Regions from separate parts of the Oryctolagus cuniculus genome. Here region 2 is linked to region 1. The links are chromatin contacts, called in public Micro-C maps. All regions are on one chromosome and are shown on one strand. The core of a region is the stretch at or near the end of the contact, and the rest is flanking DNA. Distances in the headings are between cores, read along the strand shown.

The links. Hi-C and Micro-C count contacts between places; a contact is called where the count stands out from the background.
Region 2: a contact with region 1 is called in a Micro-C map of ear pinna, with 14 times the contacts expected there. The contact joins the promoter of FGF7 here to the enhancer-like site in region 1. A contact is called at or near these places in 2 of 6 Hi-C or Micro-C datasets (ear pinna and an unstated tissue).

The regions. Positions count from the first base shown.
Region 1 is chr12:72,004,542-72,011,788 of mOryCun1.1, forward strand. It overlaps GALK2 (galactokinase 2), which reads left to right. Exons shown (of 10, transcript XM_008269030.4): 4 at 1,180-1,270; 5 at 5,139-5,285. Among named protein-coding and RNA genes, the nearest start is that of GALK2, 39 kb to the left of the region's middle. Within about 2 kb of position 4,155, at least 1 of the 8 cell types and tissues checked has an H3K27ac peak or open chromatin away from gene starts, as enhancers often do.
Region 2 is chr12:72,201,448-72,208,694 of mOryCun1.1, forward strand. FGF7 (fibroblast growth factor 7) reads left to right here and starts at 2,946. Exons shown (of 3, transcript NM_001195837.1): 1 at 2,946-3,231. The coding sequence starts at 2,946. All of the region lies in intron 10 of FAM227B (family with sequence similarity 227 member B), which reads right to left.

The sequences.
Region 1 (7,247 bases), core at 2,905-5,404:
ACTATTTATGCATTTATTAATTTATATCAGTTTAGATGCATGGAATTTTACTTCATTTCTTCCTTTGTAATTGCTAAAAAGGCATATAAAGGTAACACATGGTACTGGTGCTGTGACACCGTAGGTTAATCCTCTGCCTGTGGCACTGGCATCCCATGTGGGTGCTGGTTCTAGTCCCAGCTGCTCCACTTCAGATCCAGCTCTCTGCGATGGCCTGAGAAAGCAGTGTAAGATGGCCCAAGCACTTGGGCCCCTGCACCCGCATGGGAGATCCAGAGGAAGCTCCTGGCTCCTGGCTTCTGGCTTTGGATCGACTCAGCTCCGGCCATTGAGGCCATTTGAGGAGTAAACCGGGGTCTGGAAGATCGATCTCTCTGTCTCTCCCTCTCATTGTCTGTAACTCTACCTCTTAAATAGATAAATAAAAAAAAATCTTTAAAAAAGTAACACACGCTCATTGCCAAAAAATTTTCAAGAACTACAAGTGTATGTGATTAAAAACACACATACCTTTTTCAGGAGGTAACGCCTATAAATGCTTTGGGTTTTATACCTTCAGGTCTATTCATCTGCAAACATACATAGTCAGCATATCAGGTCCCCACTTTGTACCAGGCACATAGTTTCGCTTTTGTTACATTTTTGTGTTTCTTTTTTCAGCATAGATTCTTAGTTTGTTCAATGTGTGATACTCTACTAGAATCATGTATTTTGTGTGTTCGTTCTTTTTCTTAAATTGTACAGATGGCAAAATTGGATAGGTGGTAGGAGAGGGGGGGACTATCACTTTGGGTCTGTTTCAGCTGGGGGTCTGCCAAACGGCAGGCCCAGAGGATAAAGCATTCCTGTGGTTTACACCTGCAAACTGAGGTCCAACGTGAAAGAGAAAACGGTTGTAGGTTATGCGATAATACATTTGTCGTCTCTGTTTCAGGAAGTAAAAAGGGTTGTTTGGAGGTAGTTTAGTCATTAAGGCCTCTACAGCTTCCCCTTTTTACTTTTAGCAGCAGCTGGATGTCTTCGTTGTTTCAGGGTAGACTGTGAAGTACGTAAATTCAATGCTCAAGGAAATGTCAGTATCGCTGTTTTGACACAAGATGGCAGCAGATAGCCATTGATTTTTTTTTTTACAGTTCAAGGCCTCCAGATTTAAATCCATGTTGTCTTTTGTTTTTGCAGGGACTTCAGTACTAGTTCTAATAACATTCAGATCGACAAAACCAAGCCTCTGTGGCACAACTATTTCCTATGTGGATTTAAAGGAATTCAGGTAAATTGGTTTGTAAAGCACCTACTAGCAAATGAAATTGTGGTGTGTACTATGTCACATTTTAAAATTTGCTGTATCAATTTTTGTTTCCTTTCAGTACTAATGTACATTTCTATTTTGCTAATTTATTTTTCACAGGATGGGGGAATATGAATGTTTCTGGGTATTGCTCATAGCAGGTGGTAGTGGTCTTTCATAGATAGCTGGCTGTTCATAAATCAGGTATATCTGACAAATGTCTGTCTTGTTTTTAAATGACTGGGTTTTTTCCCCCTCATTTATTTGAAAGATAGAGAGATAATGATAGAGAGAGCTCTTTTTCACTCCCCAAATACCTGCAACCTCTAGGGCTGGACCAGGCCAAAGCCAAGAGCCATCAGCTCAATCTGGGTCTCCTATATGGGTGGCAAGGACCCAAATAATTGGGTCCTCACCACCTCCTCTCAGGGTGCACCTTAACAGTGTGCTGGATTGGAAACAGAGGTGGGACTTGAACTAGTCACTTCAGTGTGGGACATGGACATCCTAACTGCTGTGCCAAACACGAACCTCCTCTGTCTGGTTTTTGAATCTTTTGAAGATCCTTTCTCATAATACTGTTTACATTTTGTTCCTGAGCTATAAAGGAGTACACTGTAGTAGAATTTAGAGTTGGGCAGTCCTGAATTTCAGTCTCTATGCTACTCAGGCGTGTAACTTAGCCACATAAGACTCAGATTTATCAGTAGATGTTACTGCTCTCTTAACAGAGGTTGTTGTGAGGATAACACAGTGTGTGATGTTGTTAGGCATCCAATAAATGGTAAGTAGTGTTGTTACTGCTTACCTCAGATGGGGTTAAAAAAGATACAGTGAAATACACTAGTGTATTTTCCTAGAAACATTGAATAATTCCCTTGAAAATATCTAATGTCATGTGTAAGAACAAGGAAATACTTCCATTTTCATAAATTTTTAAAAAGTATGAAGGACAAAATAGAAAATGGGTATTTGGGGGCTGGCGCCGTGGCTCACTTGGTTAATCCTGCGCCTGCGGTGCTGGCATCCCATATGGCTTCGGTTCTAGTCCCGGCTGCTCCTCTTCCGATCCAGCTCTCTACTATGGCCTGGGACAGCAGTAGAGGATGGCCCAAGTGCTTTGGCCCCTGCACCCGCATGGGAGACCAGGAAGAAGCACCTGGCTCCTGACTTTGGATCGGCGCAGCTCCTGGCTATAGCGGCCATTTGGGGAGTGAACCAACGGAAGGAAGACCTTTCTGTCTCTTTCACTGTCTGTAACTCTACCTGTCAAATAAATAAATAAATATCTTTAAAAAAAGAAAATGGGTATTTGCTTTTTATAACAATTTAATATTTTAGACAATTATGTTATTGGTAGTGGCTCTTGGAGAGAATCACAGGCAAAGAACAATGAGAGGTAGATTTTGCTTTTTAGACCAAAAGCAGATATGTTAACTCTTGTTTTAGAGAGCTTGTGTTCCTGACTGCCCGGTGGTCATATTTACAACTTATTCGTGTGTAGCCCAGGATTCAGTGGCATATCTGTTACAGAGATGCATCAAATGCATAGTCCTGAACTCTAAATGTGGTATCTTTTCTTAGAGTTACCACATTCATTACTGTCTTTTGTGTGTGTGTGTGTTTTATTTCTCCTGTGGTAATAACTTATGGGAAAAGTTATTGGCAGGTTCTAAACCTTCAAACCATCTGGCTTGTCAGAAGTATTAGTGGGAATTACAGTATTTGGAAGCATTTGCCTGGCAAATGCAGTTGTGTTTTCCATACAACAACAAGTCTGTTTGTAGTGTGTGGGTAAAATGGCCTAAATAATGCACGTTGTGTTGTTTTTGAGCATTTTGTGTTAAAAACCTTCCTCTTTGGTTTGACAACTTATGTGCAAGAGCAGGTTTGTACAGTGAACTTCTAGCAGAAAAGTAGTATAAATGTTTGCCTGTTCAGAAACCTTCAAATTAAAATACTAGAAAGTTCCAAAGAATAATCTGTTTATACAAAATTGAACATGTATCCTTTTGGGATAGAGCTATTACAGAACTTGGCATAAGCCATTTGCATTTTTGAATCTGTTGTACATTTTAATTTAAACACTGTGTGATAAGTTTGTAAGTCTGACTCACATTCAAGACACCCTGTAGATCAGTTTATAGTTAAATAGATAGTATCCTACAAGGATTATTTTTTTAAGCAAGCTGTCTAACATTCTGTATGAAAGGGCACTGGCAGAAGCAGTGTTTCAGTTTATAATTTGTATTTCTGGAAGGAAATTTTTCAATGACTTGAAATAAAAAAGAGAAGCACATCCAAGTGAATCTCTTCTTTTGTGGTACATGAGTTTTGCCAGCTAGGAGAAAAGGACAAAAAAAATTAAGGAAAGAAATGATCTTTTATTTGCAGAGTTTTGTTGTTACTCTGGCTATTCTATCTAGTGTATTGAAATTTCTCCCTAGAATAATGTGTATGATGAAATGCATAATTAGGTAACATAATAGCATTTCATACTTTGGTCTTGAGTTGCGTGAGCCTTGCAAAGATGAGGGTACTTTTTCTTGAGGAGGAGGTGGCCTTGAATTTATCTTTAATCCTAAACCACAAAGGCTATATGATATCACCCAGTGTCATAGTCCCAGTTAGTCCTGTGAGTATATTAGAGCTTTGTGTCTAAGTCTGAGTCTTACTGTTTCTTTGGACTTCCCTATTTGTAGAAACAGAGTTTCCCTGCCTTGTTTAGAGTCTCCATTCTCATTTGTGGCTGAATTCTAATTTGGCTGTCTTTAAAGCTACCATATGGCCAAATTGTATCTATAAACTTGAGGAGAAATCTGGATTTCCTCATATAGCTGACTTCCATTAAATCACAGTGACAGTATGCTGGCCCCGATTTCTAACTGCAGTGGGAATCTGAGAACCGAGACCTATTCCCAGCTCCCTATGTGTGATATTGGGAAAGTCGCTTAATCTCTTGGTGCCTAGGTTTTTCTGTAAGTAAAATAGAACTGAGAAACCTTGAAACTCTGTTTTCCAGAGGACTTTCTGAAGCGAGACAGTGCATAGAAGCCAGCACTTCTCTAGGCGTTAGAATTTTTATAATGCAAGAATGCTGGAGATGTACTATGTGGAGTTTTAACCCACTTTGCTGATAATTGTGTCTTTCTTTTCTTATACTTGACATGTTGAACTTTCATTGTCTTTTTTTTTTTTTTTTGCATTTGCTCAAATTCAATATATAAGAATATTCACAGCAATTTTAGGAAATGGACCAGTAGCTTTTTGGTGAACAAAGTAAAAAAGTGATTTTCAGGTTGCCTTACCCATTGGCCAAGAGCCATTAAATAAAATGTTATGTATAGGCCGGCGCCGCGGCTCACTAGGCTAATCCTCCGCCTAGCGGCGCCGGCACACCGGGTTCTAGTCCCGGTCGGGGCGCCGGATTCTGTCCCTGTTGCCCCTCTTCCAGGCCAGCTCTCTGCTGTGGCCAAGGAGTGCAGTGGAGGATGGCCCAAGTGCTTGGGCCCTGCACCCCATGGGAGACCAGGAAAAGCACCTGGCTCCTGGCTCCTGCCATCGGATCAGCGCGGTGCGCCGGCCGCAGCGCGCCGGCCGCGGCGGCCACTGGAGGGTGAACCAACGGCAAAGGAAGACCTTTCTCTCTGTCTCTCTCTCTCACTGTCCACTCTGCCTGTCAAAAAAAAAAAAAAAAATGTTATGTATAGTCCCAATTAAATTGAATTGTACACCTAGTTTCTATAAATATTATAAGAAGTCTACTGGTGAACCTCTGTTCTCTGAAGGTTATACTACTCCTTAAATTCAACACTGAAATGACTATTGCTGTTTTTCCTTATGTTCTTAGGAACACTTTGGTCTCAGTGACCTGACTGGAATGAACTGCCTGGTAGATGGAAACATACCGCCAAGTTCTGGCCTCTCCAGCTCCAGTGCCTTAGTTTGTTGTGCTGGCTTGGTGACACTCACAGCACTGGGAATGAACCTATCCAAGGTAACCACCTTTTATAGTAGTGCTCACAGCAGCCTTTCTTTCTAAAGGCATTAGCATCCGAATCTCAAAATCAGAATATCCTTCAAGATCAAGAAACCTTGTGTTCCCTGAAAGGACAGCACAGGTGGGCAAGCATGTTAAATTACCAAGTCTTGCTTGTGTTAAATCACTATAAGATAGTGAGTGAACCGATCTATGAATAACTGTATTAAAATGTTCTTGGATTAAGTATGCAGTTTGAAGGTATATTTCAGTGACTTCATTAACAAAGTAAATTTAGAGCAAGAAATTCTAGGTCTTGTGGCTGAATCTGCTTATTTGCACCTAAAACCTTAAATTTAAATATTTGACAAGCAGTGGGTGAAAAGGATAAAGAGCAGGTAATAAAGGAACTGAACAGCAAATCTGTTTATGCTGGCAGGTTAGTCACTAACATAAACTAAAAAAAAAAAAAATGGCATTTAAAAGAGGAAATGCTTATTTAAAGGAAATGTAAATCCTGCAAGAGGCCAGAAAGCCTCAACTTTACAAGTTCACATAAATCTCTGACTTGCAGTTCGGAGTGCATGTGCTCAGCTTTAATTAATGTTTTGGCATTCTGGTTCAAATAAAATGTTATCATAGGTTCTTCTCTGCCCCTGTAAGACACTGCAAAGTTTACAGGTAGTTTGGGAACAAACTAGGCAGCAGGCAGCAGAAGAGAAGGTCAGTCACATACTTAGTCTCTTTTAAGTGTGTTTAAATTTTTAGTTTGAACATTTTATATGTGGGGAAAAGGAAAACAATGAAAGAGAAGGCAAAGGCAAAGATAGAATGAATTCTTTGCCTTAGTGTCATGTGTAAGTATACATAATTAGTCCTTTGTAAGCAATGACTTATTTGGGGCAGATGATAAGTAACTAAGGATAATTACTTATTATTTGATTTTAGAGAAGAGAGAAAGCAAGGGGGAAATAGGTTCAACTTTCAGTCTGGTAGTTTGTTCATTTGTTTTTTCATCATTCATCCAATATTTATTTAATGGCTGCTTTGTGCTGAGTGATGTTAAAGTATTGAGATATAATACATACCATCTTAAACTTTACTGTACTTATGGTCTTAAAGGGGAATAGAGACAAATATATAGGCAGTTATAATGTGGCAGTTGGGTAAGTAGTGTGGTATGGGAACAGATTTAACACAGATTTAGAGAGCATAGGACATCTCACCTGAGACATAAAGGAGTCAAGGAATTGTAGATATTAGTCAAGAAGTACTAATGGGGGATGGCATTTGGCACAGTGGTTAAGAGACCATTTGGGATGCCTGCATTGCATATTGCAGTGCCTGGGTTTGAGTCCTAGCCTTCTACTCATCCAGCTTCCTGCTGATATTCAGCCTGGGAGGCAGTAATTGTGGCTCAAGTAAATGGGTCCCTGCCACCCATGAGGGGAGACCTGGATGAATTCCAGGTTCTTGGCTTTGGCTTGATCCTGTCTTGGCTGTTGAAGGCAATTGGGGGATAAATTAGCAGATAGATCTCTATCTTTGTCTCACTCTCTATGTATGAAAGAGAGAAATAAAGAAAAAGAGAAAAGAAAGAAAATGAAAGAAAAAGAAAGCAGGAAGGAAGGAAGAAAGAAAAGAGGAAAGAAACAAAGGAAGAGAGAAAGGAAATCAAATACAAGACAAAACTAATGGAGGAGTGAGCTTTTGGTATAGTTGTTGAGATGCTGTTTGGGATGCCTACAACACATATCAGAGTGCCTGGGTAGTTGGGTTCCTGCTACCCACATGAGAGAACTGGATTGAGTTCCAGCTCCCAGCTCTGGCTTGGACCAGCCCTGACTCTTGTGGGCATTTGGAGAATGAACCAGTAGATAGGAGCTGTCTGTTTCTGCCTATCAAATAAATAGAATAAAATAAAGAAAAATAAAAAATGTTGATGGGATTATAGTGCTAATAACATGAGATAAGGAAATA
Region 2 (7,247 bases), core at 1,696-4,195, 200 kb after region 1:
ACAACTCTGTCCCTTAAATAAATAAATATTTAAAAAATAAATTATGGGGATCATGTGAACATTTCCAAATCATAGAGTATAATAACATCCAATGTACTTAACATGCGTAGATAACAATTTTATTCTTTATTTCCAATTTTATGGTTAATCCTGTATATTAGATTAAGGAGGCGCCAAACACTTATTACTAACAAATTATCTGTTACTTTCATGGAAGTCATAAGCATTTATTTAGCAAATACTGACTTCTAATCTGTTGATTTTTCTATCTAAAGTCTGTAATGTCCACATGAAACAGATGGATTCAGTAGCTCTGCATAGCTTCACTTGGTATACTTACTTAATCATTTTCATTACTTCAGAAGGAATATCCAAGTCCTGGGGATTCTGACCTTGCTCATTACTGAAGCCTCCAAAACTACCAAGTATCATTCAGAACACAATAGCATCAAATTCTCTTTCTTTTCCCTCTTTCTTCTTTTAGAGAAATACATGATACAGTGTTTTGAGTAAACCAGCTTTCAAGAGGTAACTATAGAAAAATTCTCTAATAAACTTTAATAAACTCAGCACTTTGGATAATTCGGTTCATAAAAAGTAATTGGATACATTTAAACTATTCTGTGTGCTTGATTTTATGTCTTAAAAGCATCAATTCAAAGAGAAATCACAAATGAATAGACTTAATTTTATTTCCTATTTGGTCCACATGCACCACCTAGTGGTGAAGTCCTAATTTTCAAGTACAGAAGTGTGTGTGTGTGTGTGTGTGTGTGAGAGAGAGAGAGAGAGAGAGAGAGAGGAAAGAGGTATCTAACATGGGGAAAATAATTTTTATATACATTCTTAAGTAGTTATTTAGAGTGACAACACAATTATTCAACATGAAGTATCTAAGAAAACATTTGAATTTCTACTATACATATACATAGAACAGGATGTAAAGGACAGAATAACCCGTATTGTAAAGTAAAATAGGTTTCTCAAATATACATTAGCTACAGCTCTTATAATTCTGTCCCCAAATTGACATTTGTCTACTGTGTCAATGAATTTGTTGAGTCAAAAGTCAAATATTGGTAACTAAAGTAAAATATTTTAACTTTCAATAATACTAATTTTTAAAAATATGTATCTTCTTTATTAATATTCTAAGTCACAGGTCACAGAATTTTAAAACTACAGGGCACAACAGATTCTTTTAGATTAATGTACAAATTTTACAAATGTAGCAGTTGCAACTCAGAAACATCAAATTACTTGCCTAAGGTCATACTGATCAATAGTGGCTCAACTCACATAAGACTAGGTCTTCTCACTCTTAACCTAACAATAGAAGATATAAAAAGTATACTAATATGCAACAGTAAATTATCTCCGTATGGAGAGATACACCATCAGCTCAGCTATGCAGTGCTTTAAGACACTAAGATGTGAGTTAATATGTATTAGTAGGTTTTTTTTTTTTTTTTGCATTTTGAGTACAAAGGAGCAATTAAAGACATACATATATCAGAAAGTTATGGAATAGATTTTCTAACTATTAAAAACACTGTGTATAATATGGATATATGTTTCAGGGAATATTTTTCAATCTATACAACTCTGATCTGGAAAGAAGGTGTAAAAATTACCCTTTCCTCTTCTAACTACCTCAGAATCAGATCTATTTTCAAAGTAGGTACCCGTTTGTGGATTTACACATAAACCATGTTCATAGCTCCCTCTCATGACCACTGAATACTATACAAGCCTCTTTTTATTCTTGCTGTTGTATTCAACTAACAGCTCACTGGTTAAGTTTTAATTGCTTCCAATGAGGTCAGCAAAGGTATTTATCGAAAAGCGCTGAATAAAAAGGCTCCACACACACACACACAAGCATACACGCGCTCACACACAGAAAGAAAATCCTCTTGCCTGTTGATTTATGGAAACAATTATGATTCTGCTGGAGAATTTCTCAGCTGAGAAATAGTTTGTAGCTACAGTAGAGAGGCTCAAGTTGCACAAGGCAGACAACAGACATGGAATTCTTGTGTATCCAGCTGTTATAAACAGAACAAGTAAGTTACTGTTATTTGTCTTTAAAAACAATGCTGAATGTTTTTCTAAAAGTTTGTCTCTTTCTCTGGTTTTAGTGTTGAAGGGAAAAGTAAAGTGACCAGATTTCTGAGCTATGTGAATATATAATTATGCTGTAGAACTTATGTAAAGATAAAGCTGAAGTTCTGCAGGGAACTCCTGACACTTAACTTGAAAATGTGGGCTGTTTAGGAGAAAATAACTGAAAATGTAAAAGCATATAATAAGGAAATCCAGGAAAAGCATTTATATTTTGTTAACAGTAACTGTATAACTTAATTTAAATAAATAGCTGTAAGTACAGGATGTTTCTTACAAAATAGCAACCGGAATGAATGGACATATTCTCATATGAATTCTTATATTCTTATATGAACAGTCAAATTCTTATTTGTCTCTATTAATGCACAGTTTTTATAAATCTACATGTAGAATGGTAAAGATGCTGACATCCTCTATGAAAGCTGTTTTAAATGTATCTTTGTACTATAAGTTACATTGCATGTTATAATACTATTTAGCCACTGAAATTTATACATAGTATTTTTATCTTCCTTTTCTTCTCCCTTCCCCATTCCCAATCTCTCATTATAAACAGAAGCCAAGTAGCAAACAGCATCGCAGCAACTGAGTTTATTACAACCTGTTTTTATAAGGATATATCAGAGTTACTTAAGGAGGAATCCTATATTTTATCAGGAACTAAAAGGATAAGTCTAACATTTGGAAAGAGCAACTACTCTTTCTTAAATCAATCTGCAATTCAAAGATAGGAAGAGGTCAATGACCTAGGAATAACAATCAACTCAAGATTTAATTTTCATTATGTTATTCATGAACACCCGGAGCACTACACTATAATGCACAAATGGATACTGACATGGATCCTGCCAACTTTGCTCTACAGATCATGCTTTCACATTATCTGTCTAGTGGCCACTATATCTTTAGCTTGCAATGACATGACTCCAGAGCAAATGGCTGCAAATGTGAACTGTTCCAGCCCTGAGCGACATACAAGAAGTTATGATTACATGGAAGGAGGGGATATAAGAGTGAGAAGACTTTTCTGTCGAACACAGTGGTATCTGAGGATTGATAAACGAGGCAAAGTAAAAGGGACTCAAGAGATGAAGAACAATTACAGTAAGTAACGTCTTTTGTTTAAAGCACTGCTTATGAACTTTAACAATCTGTTAAAGGATCAATTTTCAGGGGACATGCTTTCTCATTTTCCTTTTAAAGCAATTAAGTGAAATGTCACCTAATTCTTTAACTTGAGATAGTTGAACTATGTCCTTAAAAATATCCTCTAGAACAGGGAAAATATTATTATGAATATTATAAATATTATATTTGAATTGATAACAAAAGACAATTTGAAAATAAATGTTGCATGTCCTAATCTCAAAATGCTCACAAATAAAGCAAAATGTAAAATATATTATTCACAATGAAATGTGATTTATAATTTTCTAGCAAAACTCATTAGGGAATGTCATATAGTACTAAGTAAATGCTCACTAAAACTACTTATCACTCCTGTGAGAAACAAAATTCATTTATTTTTATTGATTTGATTTCCTTTCAAAGAATATTTCATGATGTAAAATACTTAAACTGTGTTTAAAAATGCATTCTTATCCAATTGTGTGTAGTTATGAAACAGAAGGGAGTCTATGGTATCCTTATCCAGTCAAGTCATAATGAACTTATACAATTGCTTAATTATATACCTACACAGAAAAATAGATTTCTTCTAACATTTTCTTTAACCAAATCTTCTATATCACACAAGTTATATGTTGCCTTAAGATAAACATAAGTGTGAGGAAATAAAAATGAATTGGAAGAGATATTAATTCAATGATTTCCAGTTGAAAAGATATATTCCCCAAGGATCAGTTTTTCTATTCATGATGAAATTTTAAGGGATGGGTTTTTCATTTAACAGGATTAGTAGCCAATTTCAATAATATTAAATTTAGTGGGGCAAAATATATCTCAACATACACATTAAAGATTTAAAATATCTCAATGAACATGAATTTTTGTTGCATTACTAGCACTAGGACAATGTTAATGGTACATATTTTATAATGTGTGTGTTAAAGTCAGTTATAAAGGAATACATGGGAATGATGGTGTAAACACACATACCTAGAACAGTGCCAGGCTTGAAATAGTTACTTAAAACTTTTGCTGTTTACTGAGTTGCTTTTAGGCTTCTTACCTAATCAGCCAATAAATTTCCATTGTCAAAGTGAGAGATCTTTAAAATTATAATTGATACATGATGTTAAGGCCATTTAATGAATTAAGTTATGGTTTTATTATTATTATTGGCATTAATAAAGGTATGTTAATTCTAGAAGATTGTTCTAGTTATACTGACTTTTAGCTAAGCAAATGAGTATTTGGAGGAAGTTTTATATAAGCAAAAGGATTTGACTTGTAGACATCAATGTATTCACTGAGATTTGTCATAGTTAATGGAGTCTAGTGGAGATGATAGTACTCTGGTGGACTTATAACACGTAGGTCCAATTCCTGTGTGTGAATGACTTTGGTATAATCTCTTAGTTTTTGTAATGTTCAATTTTTCCATTTTTAAAACATGGGATGTATACAGATGATTTCTAAGGTACTTTCTAACTCTTATAGTCTATTCTGTTCTAAACTACATAACATACTACATAAATATGAAGAAACCTAAGTATCTATTTTATAATTATCACACACAACAAATGAGATTAAATATTATCTGATGGTAAGATCAACTGCTGGAACTATTGTCAAATTGTAGTAATGAATGATCAAACAAACACTACAGAATCCTATGTAAAGGTAGTTCCTTTTGAATGCTTTTAACAAATAATGAAAAGTAAAAACTTAAATGTAAAACTCAGTGGAAGTGAATAGTATGTGTAAGTATTTGAGATAAAAATATCTACAATTGGAATTAATTCACATACATAAATCACCCATAAATTTTATGTTAAAATTTCTTAAAATCATGAAACTAAGGTATTTATATACATAAACAAAGGGTTAAAGTTATTTTATATTTTGAGACACAATTTAATGCTAGCCTGGAGTAATCATAAACTCAATTTGATTAATATTTTGTATTCTAATATTAGTTCTGCAATAACAAAGTTATGTCATTATAAATTAGAATGTCATATGTACTAAAAAGACATGGTATGCATTACATAAATAATTCTTACCTACAAGCTTTTTCATAATATATATATATATATATGTGTGTGTGTGTGTGTTATGCTTTCTTGATATGGTATATTATCCTGGAAAAGGAAACTTCCATTAGGATTCTTTAAGTAAACTCTAAAATTATTGTCTATGCTGTTATGCTTTTTAAGAGTCAGTAAGATTTTTACAAAGCTGAAAAGAGGCTAAGGCATTTTTAAATATAGGAAATAGTAAGGTATAGAAGAAAATATTTCAATGAAGAAAATATGGAGAACAATTTATTAGAAGGAAATTGTCATTTCCTATTACTTATGTGGCAGTCTTACTCATTTAAAGAATGCACATAAACATGCAAATTGATAGATGTGAAATTGAAGCCATTATGTTAGGAAAGCTAGGTACAAGGAAAATACTTAGCAGAATTTGGTTAAAATACTCAAAGAAGATGAAATTACAAAACCAGAAGATTATTTACAGTTTTCAGTTGCTAACTGAATGAGCAAATGAACAAAAGACATTTCCTTCCCTTGGTCATTAAAATGGGAGTAAAAGGCAATTGGATTGCCTGCTAGTGGATGAATTCAGAAAGTAGAGATCAGAATCAAATTCCGAATTTCATTATTAATGTTTTGATAACCTACATTTTTAAGAGGTTGTTGATCTTTGGGGGTCTTTTAATGTACATTTGGAGGTAAATACTTTAATGTCTTAGATGATAAAAGAGGATGGCATGCATGTGAAACATAATTGTTCTCTCTGTTAACATAAGAAAGTCCCCACCCAGTCCATTCTCATGGCCTGCTTTGAATGAAGCGGGAAATAACCTGAGGATGTTGATGTGTCTCAACAATGGCTCACTTCACCAGAGAAGCACAACTCCTGCATAGCAGTGTGGTTTATAAGATACTAGTAAATATGGCCTGGAGCTAGAGAAATTAATCTGGATGTACCATTCTATTTCCAGAAGGGGTTGTGCTGGGGTAATTAGACGAAGGGCAGGGAGGAAGGAAAGGGGAGTGGTGAGGGGGGAGGTGATTATAACTGCTCATGTCTCACATCAATTGAGAATTTAAAAAATTACTTAAAGCATCCCAGAGAATGAGGATCTTACTGAACTTCAGTCTTAGCTGATTGCAGTATTGTCTGTTGAAATATTTAAAGTTTAGATTAGACATGAACAAACTGCAGAAAGTATACCAAGAAACCCAACAGAAATAAAACTTGAATTAGTAGACCTATAAATAAGGACTCACAACACAGGTGAGAGGATTCATGAGAGACCAAGAGAAGTTGGACTACATTTCTACTCTTGGGGCTTGGAGAAGAGAAGACTAGAGACTAGTCTAAGGATTGCACATTACTCTCACCCAGGAGGCAGAAAGCCTCTCCTCTAAACTTGTTTTGTCTGTGGGTCCACATTTAGCTTTAGATTAGGTTTCTATGCAATGAACCTGGAACCTTACTCGAACTAGTAACAAGGATAATAAAAGCATAAAATGTCCCTCTAAAATGCTCATCCAAAATGAGATAAATATTCATGTTCTCTGCAGGAGAGCGTTGATAACATAAAGGGACTGGAAATGAAAGGTCAATACTTCTACTTCCGTCAAAGTTCTCCCCTTGGGGACAAGGCTGGAGGGCAAACTTAGGTAATTACTGGACCAGGCATCAACCAGCAGACTGAGACAATCACTCCACACCTGACAGAAATAACATTACTGTCTATGTTGGGAGCTGAAGTGCTGAGTGAGAGATGGCAACACTGCACGGGGCATCTGACAACTGCCCTGACAGATGTGGAATTCAGAACTTAATCCCTCGAGATGATATTCTTTTTTGGTATCTAATTACCAAAAACCTGTGCTCTTCAAAACCATACTCAATATTACTCACTTCTTCTAAGAAGAAGTCCTTGTCATAAACCATTGCTTCAAGAGAAAGTATGCCTC